Linked DNA regions of Nomascus leucogenys: region 2 is linked to region 1. The links are chromatin contacts, called in public Hi-C maps. All regions are on one chromosome and are shown on one strand. The core of a region is the stretch at or near the end of the contact, and the rest is flanking DNA. Distances in the headings are between cores, read along the strand shown. Region 1 overlaps FIG4 (polyphosphoinositide phosphatase). Region 2 has its middle 63 kb from the start of GPR6.

Region 1 (7,220 bases), core at 3,934-6,433:
ATATGATTGGTATTGCTTCTATTTTTCAATGTTTGCTAGGATTCACCAGTGAAAGATTTGTGAATACAGTTCCTTTGTGGGGTGAATTTTGATAATGATATCAATCATTTTCCATAACAGATATAGGGCTATACACATTTTCAGTGGACCTAGAATCAGTTTTGACAAATTGTATTTTTCCAGGAATTTGTTCATTTTATCTTAGTTGTTGAATTTATTGGCATTAAGTTGCCCATAATATTTGCTTATAATCCTTTTGATGTCTATAGGATTTGTAGTAAAATTCTCACTTTTATTTCTGACATTGGTGTTTTGTGTTCTCTTTCATTTTCCTTTGATTCATCTTGCTAGGGATTTGAAAGAATAAACTTTTGACTTGGTTAATTTTCTCTATTGTGTATTTTCTGGTTAATTAATTTCTGCTCTTAGGCTTATTTTTTTCCTCATATGCATTTTTTTTTTTTTTTTTTTTTTTTGAGACGGAGTCTTGCTGTGTCACCCAGGCTGGAGTGCAGTGGCTCGATCTCGGCTCACTGCAGCCTCTGCCTCCTGGGTTCAAGTGATTCTCCTGCCTTAGCCTCCCAAGCAGCTAGGACTACAGGCCCACGCCACCATGCCCGGCTAACTTTTTGAATTTTTGGTAAAGACAGGATTTCACTATGTTGGCTAGGTTGGTCTCGAACTCCTGACTTCAAGTGATTTGCCCGCCTCGGCCTACCAAAGTGCTGGGATTACAGGCGTGAGCCACCGTGCCTGGCCTCTCATGTGCATTTTGGATTAATCAGTGTCTTATTCCGTTCAGGCTGCTGTAACAAAATCCTATCAACTAGTTGGCTCATGATTTTCACAGTTTGGAGGCTGGTAAGTCCAAGATCAAGGCACTGGCAGATCCAGTGTCTGGTGAGGACCTGCTGTGTCCACACACGATGGAAGGAGCAAATAAGGCTTCCTTGAACCTCTTTCATAAGTGCACTATCCCCATTCAGGAGGGCTGTGCTCTCAGGACTGAATCACTTCCAAAAAGTCCCACTTCTGAATACTATTGCATTAAGGATTAGGTTTCAACATATGAATTTTAAATGTTTGGGAGGACACAAACATGTATACCATAGCAATCAACTTATCTTTCTCTAGCTTCATAAGATAGAAATTTATACCATTGACTTAATTTTTTTCTAATATAAAACATTTAAAACTATCAATGTAAATTTAAAAGTAGTCAAAAGATTAATGACAGATGGTGAAAGTCTTAGTAGCCTGATAAAGCAGTATATCCTTACATTCAAAAATATCTTGTAAAATCAAGCTGAAAAATAAAACACCCAATAAAAAGGACATCAACAAGTAGCTCACTAAAAAGAAGTTTGAATATGAAAAAATATTCAACTTGCAAATAATTAAAGCAATAAAATGAAAATAGATTCCCATTTTTCCCTTGTTAGAATAGAAAAGATTTGCCAAAGCCATTGCTGGGAAGTATTTGAAAGAAATGGGCATTCTTGTTTTGGTTAGTGGGGCTGTATTACAGGTTGAGTATCCCTAATCTGAAAATATGAAATCTGAAATGCTCCAAAATCCAAAATTTTTTTGGACATGACATGACACCACAAGTGGTAATGCCAACAACTGTGGATTGTCCACATGGGTGGCTGAGCTAGTGATGTCTTCGCTTTCTGATGGTTCAGTGTACACAAACTTTGTTTCATGCACAAAATTATTTAAGACATTGTATAAAACTACCTTTAGGCTATGTCTGTAAGGTGTATATGAAACATAAATGAATTTTGTGTTTAGATTGGGTCCCATCCCCAGGATAGCTCATTATGTATGTTTTCAAAATCTAAGAAAACAGAAAATCTGATTTACTTCTGGTTCCAAGCATTTCAGATAAGGGACACTGTACCTTTAATTGGTTATAAAGGAATTAGGAGACATATTAAGAAGCAAAAGAGCCAGTGGACAAGATGGGCTGTCTCTTGTCCTGAGCCTTCATTTAGAACTAGAAATACCATTTGACCCAGCCATCCCATTACTGGGTATATACCCAAAGGACTATAAATCATGTTGCTATAAAGACACATGCACACGTATGTTTATTGCGGCATTATTCACAATAGCAAAGACTTGGAACCAACCCAAATGTCCAACAACGATACACTGGATTAAGAAAATGTGGCACATATACACCATGGAATACTATGCAGCCATAAAAAATGATGAGTTCATGTCCTTTGTAGGGACACGGATGAAGCTGGAAACCATCATTCTCAGTAAACTATCGCAAGGACAAAAAACCAAACACCGCACATTCTCACTCATAGGTGGGAATTGAACAATGAGAACTCATGGACACAGGAAGGGGAACATCACACTCCCGGGACTGTTGTGGGGTGAGGGGAGGGGAGAGGGACAGCATTAGGAGATATACCTAATGCTAAATGACGAGTTAATGGGTGCAGCAAACCAACATGGCACGTGTATACATATGTAACAAACCTGCACATTGTGCACATGTACCCTAAAACCTAAAGTATAATAATAAAAAAAAACACATTTAATTAAAAAAAAGAAATATAATTGGGTAGACTTGCTTTGGAGGTGGGGTTCAGGTCGTTATTGTTCTCTGTGTATAGAGGTGGATTTTGAGGAACATTTGGAGAGGAAAGGGAGCTGTGTTGGCAGATGACATGCAGGAAGTGTAGTTCCAGCTTGTGAGGGTTGACCCTTTCCCAAACTTACCTATTCTTTTTGGCACCCAGCACCTTCAGTATGCTCCTTAGCTCTTGTGACTCTTCTCTGGTCCCTAATATGTCCTGTGGCCCAGGCCTAACGCAGCATTAACAGTCATACAGCCCAGTGCAACTAGGAGTTTCCAGCAGAAATTCAGCAACCTGAAGTTATCCTGGGTGAAATTGCAGTTTGCCTTTTACAAGAAGGTGCCCTTGCTTAATATGTGATGGCATAGGGATCTTAGCATCACAATAAGTGACCATTTCATAACAAAGAAATGAACACATAATGGTTGATGTTAAAATTGGTAGCTAAACAGAACTAGGTCTGCATGTGTCTATTTTGCAGGGGGCGGGGAGATGAAAGTTGTTAGGATAATCTTTACTCTTACTTGTTCAAGATTGTTAGCATATATGTATGCATTTATTGCCTGCCTTGTTCCGAAAGGATTTAAGGAAGCTCCCTCCCACCCCCATCACAGAAAGTAGAATAAAACAAGAACCACATGGCGAGGAAATGCACCTTTCTTAATTAGCCTTGATTTGTGTAATCAGGGAATGGGAGAGAGCAATATAGGGTGTAGTTGACTAAGGAATGGAAAAGGAAACCAAAGTATATAAAGTGAGAGAGAGAAACATAGCGATTATATTAGTAACTGGTTTAGACTGTGTGGTTGGAGGTGACATTCACATTTATTTCTACAGAGGATTTGAAGCTTCCCCAGAGTAAAGCCCTGAAGCTCTAATGGATAGACTTGCAGACCTCTCTTGAGACTCACTTCCCCCATCTGGGCGGCATTACCCAATTACTGGGATTACTGGACCAAATGAGGAGGCAGGCTTGCAATACTGTTAGATTGGAAGAAGCAACTTCATGGTGCTCTTTACAAATAATACATTTAATCTGAAAGTTCAAGTGAAGTTTAACATGAATTGAAGCTGTCATACAACCTAAAATTTCTTTCAAGAAGGCTGATTTTCCTCCCTCAGATGAAAAGTGAGTGATTAATTAGCCTGTCATTATAAAAGGAGATAATGTTAGTAGATACTGAATTTCCTGTTAAATGGATTACCTATTGTATTCCATTTGGATTTCACATATATTTTAGAAATACTGATCTTTATACCAACTCAACTCTATTAAAGCTATATTGAAATTTTAAGCTTTTGCTTGAACAATGACACTTTACTTTCAGAAGAGAGCCAGTTTAGCTCACTTCTATCTTAACAGGTATTATTTCAATGTAGCTTTTTTTTGGTATCCTAATTCTCCACCTGAACTCCTGCCAAATCCCAAGCCCCAGCATATCTACAAATACACAAACCTTTTCCCTAGTGGTGTTGATTCGTAGGCATCTACTTGCATGTATATATGCATTTAGGGAGTCTGGCTGAGGCATGCCTGATCTATGGAAATTCCGTGTACTCCAATTACTGCTCCCTTTCCTTCCCTATTCTTCTTGGATATTTTATTTATCTCCTTTCCCTCTACCATTTGAACTAGGGGCCCTTTGCTTCTTCAGACTCTGCCAATACTTGAGATGACTTTTCGTCTTCTTTCAATCCCTAGTTCTTACTACAAATTTGTAATAAATTGAACCCTGACTTTCCCCTAGATGTATAAATCTCTCAACACATTCACACCCCTTAAGTATTCTTCTGGGTTTCATCTTGAAGCAATGGCTTTAGTCCAGACTAGAGTCTCCCAAGGCCTGCACTACAGCCACCATTCTGGGGTTTCCCTTCACCGTTACCCTATATCATACTCTGTATGACAGTTTCCCTGTTTTCCTGGATCCCATCATTTCCTGTTTCTTGATTATGGACTTGTTTTGGTAGAGTACTTCCTTTAATTACTTCATGAGAAAGGGTTCATAGAAGGTCATTTTTTTTTAAGCGCATAAGTATCTAAAAATGTCCTATGCCACCCTCAGGTTTGATTGATAAATATTGAATTAAGGATTGGAATGAATTTTCCTTTAGAATTTTGAAGGCCTTATGTCATTCTCTTCCACCTTCCAGCATTGTTGCTGAGAGCTTCTAATGTTACTCTGTTCTTGATCTTTAGTTTGAAGCTTGTTTTTTTTTTTTTCTTTTTAGAAGCTGTGCTAACTTCTTTTGGTGCTCTCTTCTTTTTATCTTCTTCTGACACTACAGAGGTATCAGGGGCTTCAAATTCCCAAGCCTTTTGGAGGTTCTATTGTGTAAATTGGATTGCTTCTTGACTTTTCCATTACCAGTTTAGGAGTCAGCTTTGTTACACATGCTTTTCAGTTTCAAATGGTTTTTATTTTTCTCCTTTAACTTCTTTGTTCCTCCTTTTGCTCTTGGGGCTTGAGCCTAAAAATAAACATAAAAAACTTTACTGTGGTTTTAGTAAGATGTTTGGGAGGACCAGAGATGTCCACTCCCCTGTCTTTATCCAGGATTCTACCTGTTTTGCACCTCAGACGTCTCTGTTGTGGATCTTGCCCCCTCTCTGTCCCTGAGACTGCCCACAGAAGGGCCACTCACAAGTGCCTGTCGTCAGATGCTCTGTTCTTATCGACTTGACTTCTCAGCAGCATCTGATGTGACTGCTTTCTCCTTTCCCAGATGATCTTTCTTTGCTTTGATGAGTCCACCCCGTGCTGGGGTTTTCTCATTCACCAGCCATTCCCCCCAATCTTCTCAGCTGGTTCTTTCTCTGTATCTGGCCTCTAAATAATGGAGTTCCTCAGGCTAGCTTTTTTGGGCTCTCGTCACTCTCCCTACTCTCTGTAGTAGGTTTAACCCAGTCCCATGGCTTTAAATGCTGCATATGTGCTGATGGCACCCACTGAGCTCTTTTACCCACTAAGTTCTCACTTGGCCTCTCTGGGCATGTTGTGAACAGAACTCTTGGTTTCCCTTCACACCCGTTTCTTCTCTAGTCATCTTGACATAAGTGGCACCATCACCTAGCTACCTGCTTAAAGGTAATTGGATCTATTACTCTCCTTCCTGATCCCATCTACCAGTAAGTTATATCTCCAAAATATAGCTTCAGTTTATCTTTTTCCTCAGGCATCGAGCCTAGTTCCTGACACATATGAGGCATTCACTAGTCAGTGGTCAAATGAGTGACATCAATAGAAACACCAAGAAAATTTATGTAAAAAAAACGTGGGCTTGGGGCTGGGCGTGGTGGCTCATGCCTATAATCCCAGCACTTTGGGAGGCCAAGGCAGGTGTATCATTTGAGGTCAGGAGTTTGAGACCAGCCTGGCCAACATGGTGAAACCCTGTCTCTACTAAAAATACAACAACAACAAAAAAATTAGCCACATGTCGTGGTGCACGTCTGTAATCCCAGCTACTCAGGAGGCTGAGGGAGGAGAATTGCTTGAACCCAGGACGCGGAGGTTCTGGTGAGCCAAGATCACACCACTGCACTCCAGCCTGGGTGACAGAGTGAGACTCCATCTCAAAAAAATAAAAAAATAAAAAAAGTAGGCTCTTTAAAAATGGCGAAGTCATGAAAAACAAAGCCTGACGGACTATTCTAGATTAAAAGATTTAAAAAGATGTAACATATCTTTACATAAAGATATGTAATACATGATCCTTGATTAGATTCTGGCTTTAAAAAATCCAGCTATAGAGGATATTATAGAGAGATGGGGGAAAATTGGAATATAAATTGTACATACATAATATTTTATCGATGATATTATGATTATGTGTTATGATACCTGCAACTCATTTCCAGAGGTTCAGAGGAAGAAAGCGTCTATCAGGAGTGGGGGAGGGAGAAAACAAATGCAACAAAATGTTAACAGTTGGTGAGTCTAGATGAAGGGTATATGGGTGTTCGTTGTACTGTTCTGTTGTCTTTGAAAATTTTTTTAAATTAAAAATTGGGGAAAAAAATCAACAGTGGAGAAAAATTTAGTGGAGGGAAACTTTAGGGAAATTTTTAATCCCCAAAATGCTGAGGTCCATTTTGAAACATACTATTAATGTAACAAAGGCTGAGGATATACAGTGTTGATACATTCAACAGAAAGGAAATAAGAACGAGTAGAAACAAGGCCTTTCTGGAAGTTACCTCTTAAAAAATTGGTGTGAAAGTAGATGGTCAGCTGCCCACCAGAGGGCAGTGCAGGCAGTGATTCCGCGGTCTACAACAGGCCCGCTGAAAAGCAGGGATTTTCTTTCCCACATAACTGGCTCCACATGAGGTCGCTATTCTCTGCACAAAACGTTTTTAGGATTCTTGGACTATTTGAGAAGAGAGAGAATGCGGCTAGTTACAGTGTTTCCCATTTCTTTCCCTCCACTCTGATCTACTTCCAGATTCTGTGGGTTTTAGCCTTTGGCTCCTCTGATTCATGAATTCTTTGGAAGGATCTAGATATGGGAAGTACAGATCTGCCTTCCTAAGTATGTGTTTCAGAGTCCAATAATGCATTTGCCCATGAGCATGTCAGGATTTATATCTGTTTTTAAAATCACAAACTGCCAAAGTAT
Region 2 (6,803 bases), core at 1,197-3,696, 330 kb after region 1:
AAATGTTCCAAAGGTACCTGTCATGCCAAATGCATGGAAAAGGGTCTGAAAGGAAACAAACCAGAAGTGGCTTTCTCTGGGGAGGAGGAAAGAAGAGGGTAATATTGAATTCTTTACCAATAAAAGACAACTGTAGCACCCGTGTGTACCCCTGGGTTCTAATAGATGACTCCGATATGAGTGGGCATTTTACATGCAACCAAATGAAAATGGCTTTGATTTTTGATTTTGGAATAAACTGCTTTTTCGATTAGTCAGAAGTTCTATGAAATGTTCCCAGCTGGCTCCTGGGTAAATGTCCCAACCCTGCAGACTACATGAGTCCCAGACAACATTTAATTATTTCCTATTTCACAATGCCCATGCAGAGGCTGAATTTTGCTTCACGTGCCCGGAGCTACTCAGGCTCATTTTCCTGCTGTTTTCAACTTCCCATTGACCCAAATCCCTCTCTGGCCCTAGGGATTGAGACTTTGTGTTCCAGTTACATAAATTCTAGGCCGCAGAATAGCCACGCATGCTGGCAGCTCTTTACCCTGTCGCCTGGGCCCTCACATCCTTCTGTGGTATCCTTTCAGATGACCACAGCTCTCTTCTGCCCTCCTGGGTGGGCAGGGCCAGAAGGGCCAGGAAATAGCCCCAAATGGGAGGACCAAACCCCCTAGCCGAGCACCCTGACCACAGTGCCCACTCCTCATTAGAGGACATAGGGGAAGAAGGCTTCCTAAGTGTTCCCCAAGAAGTTTTAAACATAGCAAAAACCAATTACAAATTAATGGTGGAATTAGGCTGGGGTGCAGGCTCACACCTGTTATTCCAACACTTCAGGAGGTCGAGGTGGAAGGATCACTTGAGCCTAGAAGTTGGAGGTCAGCTTGGGCAATACAGCAAGACCCTGTGTGGAAAAAAGAAAAAAAATTAGCCAGGTCTAGTGGTGGCCTGGGTCTACAGTCCCAGCTACTCAGGAGGCTGAGGCATGAGGTCCGTTTGAGCCCAGGAGTTCAAGGTTACAATGGTTGCACCACTGCACTCCAGCCTGGGGAACAGAGTGAGGCCCTGTTTCAAAAAAATAAAATAAAAAATAATCATTAATGGTGGATTTAAAATAGAATATATTGGTTCTCAAAATATGGTCCCCAAACCTGCAGCATCAGTATCACCTGAGAACGCTGTAGAAATGCACATTCTTAGGCCTTACACCAGACTTACTGAATCAGAAACTCGGGGAGTGGAGCTCAGCAATCTCAGTTTTATCAAGCTCTCTGGTGATTCTGATGCATGCTTAAGTTTGAACAGCTCTCGTGTAATTACTTGAAGTTAAAATGAGAAATGATTGATTTCTGTTGGAAAAAAAAAAAAAACAAAACTTGTAGAAACTGCCCAGATTGACTGCCTCCTTCAGAGGAGTATCTGTTGGCTGTGCACAATGGCTCACACCTGTAATCCCAGCACTTTGGGAGGCCGAGGTGGGTGGATCGCTTAAGCCCAGGAGTTTGAGACCAGCCTGAGAAACATGGTGAAACCCTGTCTCTACAAAACATTTTAAAAATTAGCCAGGCATGGTGGCACATGCCTGTAGTCCCAGCTATTTGGGAGGCTAAGGTGGGAGGATCACTTGAGCTCAGGAGATTGAGGCTGCAGTGAGCTGTGATTGTGCCACTGCACTCCAGCTGGGCGACAGAGATCCTGTCTCAAAAAAAAAAAAAAAAAAAAAACCCAAAGTATTTGTAAGTGGCAATTCCTCAGACTTTCAATTCTACAGATGAATTAAGTTTTTTGAGGACATGAGAACAAAATTGCATTCCTTTGCTAGGGACACACACACACACACACACACACACACACACACACACACAAGACTGGGTGGCTTAAACAAAAATGTGTTTTCTCACTCTTCCGGAGGCCAGTTAAGTCCAAGATCAATTTCCTCTTCGGGTTGGTGTCTTCTGAGGTTTCTCCTTGGCTTGCAGCGGGCGCCCTCTTGTGGCCTCTGCATGCGGTCATCTCTCTGTGCACGAGGCCCTGATAGCTCCTTGCAGGTTCAATTTCCTCTTCTTACAGGAACAGCAGGCAGATTGGATTAGGGCTAACCCTAATGGTCTCTTTAAACTTAATCGCCTCTTTAGAAATCCACTCTCTAAATACAGTCACATTCTGAGGTGTTATGGGTTAGGGCTTCAACATATGAGTTTTGAGGAAGCACACTGCCACCCATACAAGGAGTCTTCTCAAAACGGACGGTGTGTCAGCATCCATCAGTCCCGTCTGAAACCCTTTGCCTCGGTGTGTGGGACCAAGGTGAGGCACACTGGACCCTCTCTTTCCCTCCCCTCAGCTCCCTCATCACCTCACACCGCTCTCCAAGAGGCAGCTGATTCTATGGACCCAACTGCCTCTCCGAAGAGCAGCTGCGCCCTTGGTAAAGGAGAAAACGGAAAAGGAAAAGGAGAAACTCAGGTGAGAGCATTCGTGAGACCAGCAGGGAGAAGGGGCAGCGGAGAGGAGGCCGCCTGCCTCTGTCTCTGCGCGCGAGGTGTCAGAGCCCCGGCACTGGCACCAGGAAGTGGTCGACTGGGGGGCTGGTAAAAAGAATTTACCGACAACAGTACAGCTTTGAAAAAGGAACGTTTATTAGAAAGGAAGAACGCTGCAAAAGGGTGCAGTGGGGCAGCTCAGCGAGAGGACTGAGCGCACCCTGGTGGATTTTCCTTACAAGCATTTATGAACCTTTTAAGGTGGGAGTTTAGGGTTGTAAAATGAGTTTCAGCACGGCATTCCGGAGATGTATAGAAATTTTAGCTGCTTATAAAAGTTGAAAGAGGATTGGAACCTCTGAAAGTTTAAAGATGCCAACTTTATTTATTTTATTTTATTTTATTTTATTCATTTATATTTTTTCGCTCTGTCGCCCAGGCTGGAGTGCAGTGGCGAGATCTCGGCCTCCTGGGTTCAAGCGATTCTCCTGCCGCAGCCTCCCGAGTAGCTGGGATCACAGGCGCGTGCCACCACGCCCAGCTAATTTTTGTATTTTAGCAAATATGGGGGTTTCACCATGCTGGCCAGGCTGGTCTCGAACCCCTGACCTCAAGTGATCCGCCCGCCTCGGCCTCCCAAAATGCTGGGATTACAGGTGTGAGCCACTGCACCCCAGCTTAAAGGTGACAACTTTAGATACTAGAGAAGCTTGATTACTTCTAAATTCCCCAGATAAGGAGTTTTGCCTCCAGATGGCCTGTTTGGTGGTCACCAGGTGGTCTTTGCTCCTTTCTGAATTGCTCAGATAAGTTTTTATCTCCGGGGCCTGTTCAATGGTCACCAGGTGATTTTCGCTCTCCTCAGTCTCCAGAATTAAGACAGGCAGGGGACCATCTTAGGGGCCTGCTGGGCTCCCGCCAACCACTGTCCCCTGCCCAGCATGGAAAACTTTTGAGTCCCTTCAAGGGAAATTCCAGGCACCCAGCTAGCCCTATGGCCAGCAATTAGAGAACTGAATAAATGACCCCCTAAGTGAGAAGATCATAATAACTTTTGCAATAGCCACCCAAATAAGTCAGAGTCACAAGATGTTTGTTTCCCTACAGAAACTAAAGATAACATCTTGACATATGTCCTTGAGTTGTTTTTAAGAAACCAGGACTCCCACCTGATGGAAAATGCCAGCTGTCTTCACAGTGATCTCAGACAGACTGAAGCCAAGAAGCAGATTTTAAAAGTTCCAGAAATTCTCTCACTTTGGAGATGCCCCCCAACACACCGCACCCTGCCACCTTTAAAACCCCCTGCTTGGAAGCCATCAGAGAGTTCGGGTCTTAAGCGTTAGCTGCTCATTCTCCTTGGCTCTGCTCACTGCAATAAATGTCTCACTTTCTCTCACTGCAAATCCTGGTGTCAGTATTTGGCTTTTTCTGTGCATTAGGCAAGCAGACCCAAGTTCAGTTTGGTAACAGAACCAGAGGTGAAGTAACCTCTCAACGCCACCCAATTTAAAAGGCTAAGCAGGGTGCAAGTTTGGAGCCAAATCAAGGCTAAACCACTTGGGAGCTGTGTGGTTATGGATCAGCCACTTACCTTCTTCGTGCTTCTGTTCATTCATTTGTTCTACAAAATAAGCACAGGCTTTCAGACACCGCCCTAGCTCTTAATTCCATGTTGGTAAAATGGGAATAATAAACCCAATTTTCTGAGTTGTTAGGAACATTCGACATAAACACCTAGGATAATGTCTAACCTATTAGCGATTCGTTGGGGACTTGGTCTGTGTTTGTCTGCTTCTGTGTCACTTCAGTACAAGGCAGAGTAACTGGGACTCAGTCGATATTTGAGAAAGGAAAGAGAGACAGAGGTGAGGGGAGACTGGGAGGGAGAGAAGATAAAGAGGTGAGCGTGGGGGACTGAATGGTCGGTGTCATTACTGCTACCACTTGGGATCGCCCGGACCCTGGGCAGTCCGAGAACATGGTCACTTTGGTACCAACCTTGACCCACATCACTTCCTTTCTTCCCCAGCAGGGCTTCTAGGAACAGAAGACTTTGTTCTCCGAGAGATTCCAGGTTAGATTCCAAATTTTTTTTTAACTTTATGTATTCACATTTAATTAGAATAGGCATAAACCAAAAAGAAGAAAAAAATCAGGATAAAGTGTCACTATCATTTTGTTTGCAAGGAAGAGTCAGGAAATGGAAGAAATTACCAGAAAAATATTCTAAGGCCATCCTGAAGTAGCTAGGTTACATAATCTTAAGAGTCAAATGCCAAAATTAAGTATTATACCACTTAATCCAAATGAACAAAAGGGGAGTCAAAAGTTTATCCTGTTTAGGGTAATAATTTTTATATTCAATATATAGTGTTTCGTTTCTCACAAAGTGGTACTGGTCCATGAAGCAACTGAAATGTCCCTCTGACACTCTGTCACCTCCATCTTCCCCCCTTTATTTCCCCCTCACTTCTGACACCAGGACCTTTTTGCTACTCACAGATTGTTTAGGGCCCCTCACTCTGAAGGAAAAACAGGAGGGAGTGAGAGGACAGAGCCCTGGACCCTCCCACATTCACCCCCTAACGCTTTACATGGCTGGTCCCCTTCGTGATATTCCCAGACACCAAGTCTGTGGAATTAGCTAGTGAACAAATTCTCACTGTGGTGTGGTCATCACAGTGTACTGTGTTACCCCTTCCAAGGGCAGCTGCCCTATTGTGGAGCCTTGAGGCAGGGGAATAGGAATTGAAGGTAACCAAGGGTTAAGGCATAAGCAAAAGAACAACAGGTACAGACAGTTCTAGGCAGGATTAGGTAGCATACAGGCCACATCGTGGCTCCTGTGATAACAAGATGGAAGTCTCCACTTCAGCCGCTGATTGGTCTCAGGCCAATCGTTCATAGGGAGTAACCAATTGGAGGCCTCTAAAGGGCACCTAGGGTTGTTACCAAATTCTTTTAGCCTAATAAAAACCCTAAATCAGGGGGCTCTTGAGCTGCTTGCTCGAGCCTGCTCCCACTCTGTGGAATGTACTTTCACTTCAATAAATCTGTGTTTTCATTGCTCAGTTTTTTTGTTGCTTTGTCTTTTGTTGTTTCATTATTTTATTGCTTTGTTTGTGTGTTGTGTTCAACACGCCAAGAACCTGGACAACTCACAGTCAAGACCTTCCATCTGGTAACAGCCTGTGCTTTAAGCCAAAGACAATAATTATAGAAAGTTATCCAGGAAGGGACTTTTACAGACCAGCTGGCCTGAACCTGCATCTCCAATGGCAAATCTGTGGCCCCACAAAAAATGCAAAAATGAAAACTAAGCCCCCAAACAGAATGTCTCCTTTTGACCCCTTGACCCCTAGTTTCCCTATAAACCAGATTGTTCATGCTGGCCTACATTTTTGGCTTGGCAGAGACAAGCAAAATAAAACAAAACAGAACAAAACAAAACAAAACAAAAACATTGCCTTCTCAGTGCCCTCAAACATTGCCAGGCATGTCCTATTATTACCTCTACATCTGATAAGTAATTTCCTGACATGTGGAGCTCTCCCAAGAAGCCATTCCCAAGACCAGAGACTTCAAACTGGGCTGCTGTAACCCTAGTCCGCACAGGACATTAGACCAGCACCCCCACCCCAGCTCCCCTTCTCCCCCACACATTTCCTTTGGGCCATAAGACAAACCAAGTGTGCCTTGCTTCTCCCTGGGGCAGAAATCACCAGACCGTGGAAACAGCCACTTCCGTTTTTTTGTTGTTGTTTTTGTTTTGTTTTGTTTTTTTGAGACAGAGCCTGGCTCTGTCACCCAGGGTGGAGTGCAGTGACACAATCTCGGCTCACTGCAACCTCCGCCTCTGGGGTTCAAGTGATTCTCCTGCCTCAGCCTCCCAAGTAGCTGGGATTACAGCTAATTTTTTTTTTTTTTTTTTTTTTTTTGAGACGGGGTTTCACCGTGTTGGCCAGGATGGTCTCGATCTCCTGACCTCTCGATCCCCCCAGCTCGGCCTCCCAAAGTGCTGGGATTACAGGTGTGAGCCAGCATGCCTGAGCTGTTTTGATGCCAGGAAATCGAGGGCCTGAGTTTCCTGTATCTCAGCAAAGTAGGTGGGGATTGAAAGGCCTTCCCCGCCTTGCTGCCCAAGCTGAGCTGACAGCTTTCCTGGTGCCCGGGCGGAGGGGGGTGGGCAGGCATGCACAGGCCTGTCCCTGCCCACGTGTGTCTCCAGCACAGATGCTAACCACAGAGTATGACAGGAAGACCCCACTTCACTTCCACAGACCCAGCAGCAAGCAGAGAAGGATTAACCCTGAAGCGAATGAAGCT

What was found. A called contact is a pair of places that touch in the nucleus more often than the background predicts.
Region 2: a contact with region 1 is called in a Hi-C map of a lymphoblastoid cell line, with 11 times the contacts expected there. The contact joins two enhancer-like sites. A contact is called at or near these places in 4 of 4 Hi-C or Micro-C datasets (a lymphoblastoid cell line and an unstated tissue).

The regions. Positions count from the first base shown.
Region 1 is chr3:96,114,503-96,121,722 of Asia_NLE_v1, forward strand. All of the region lies in intron 1 of FIG4 (polyphosphoinositide phosphatase), which reads left to right. Among named protein-coding and RNA genes, the nearest start is that of FIG4, 11 kb to the left of the region's middle. Within about 2 kb of position 5,184, the one cell type or tissue checked has an H3K27ac peak away from gene starts, as active enhancers do. A contact at or near this core is called in a lymphoblastoid cell line, where this site is marked.
Region 2 is chr3:96,446,770-96,453,572 of Asia_NLE_v1, forward strand. No RefSeq gene overlaps it. Among named protein-coding and RNA genes, the nearest start is that of GPR6, 63 kb to the left of the region's middle. Within about 2 kb of position 2,447, the one cell type or tissue checked has an H3K27ac peak away from gene starts, as active enhancers do. A contact at or near this core is called in a lymphoblastoid cell line, where this site is marked.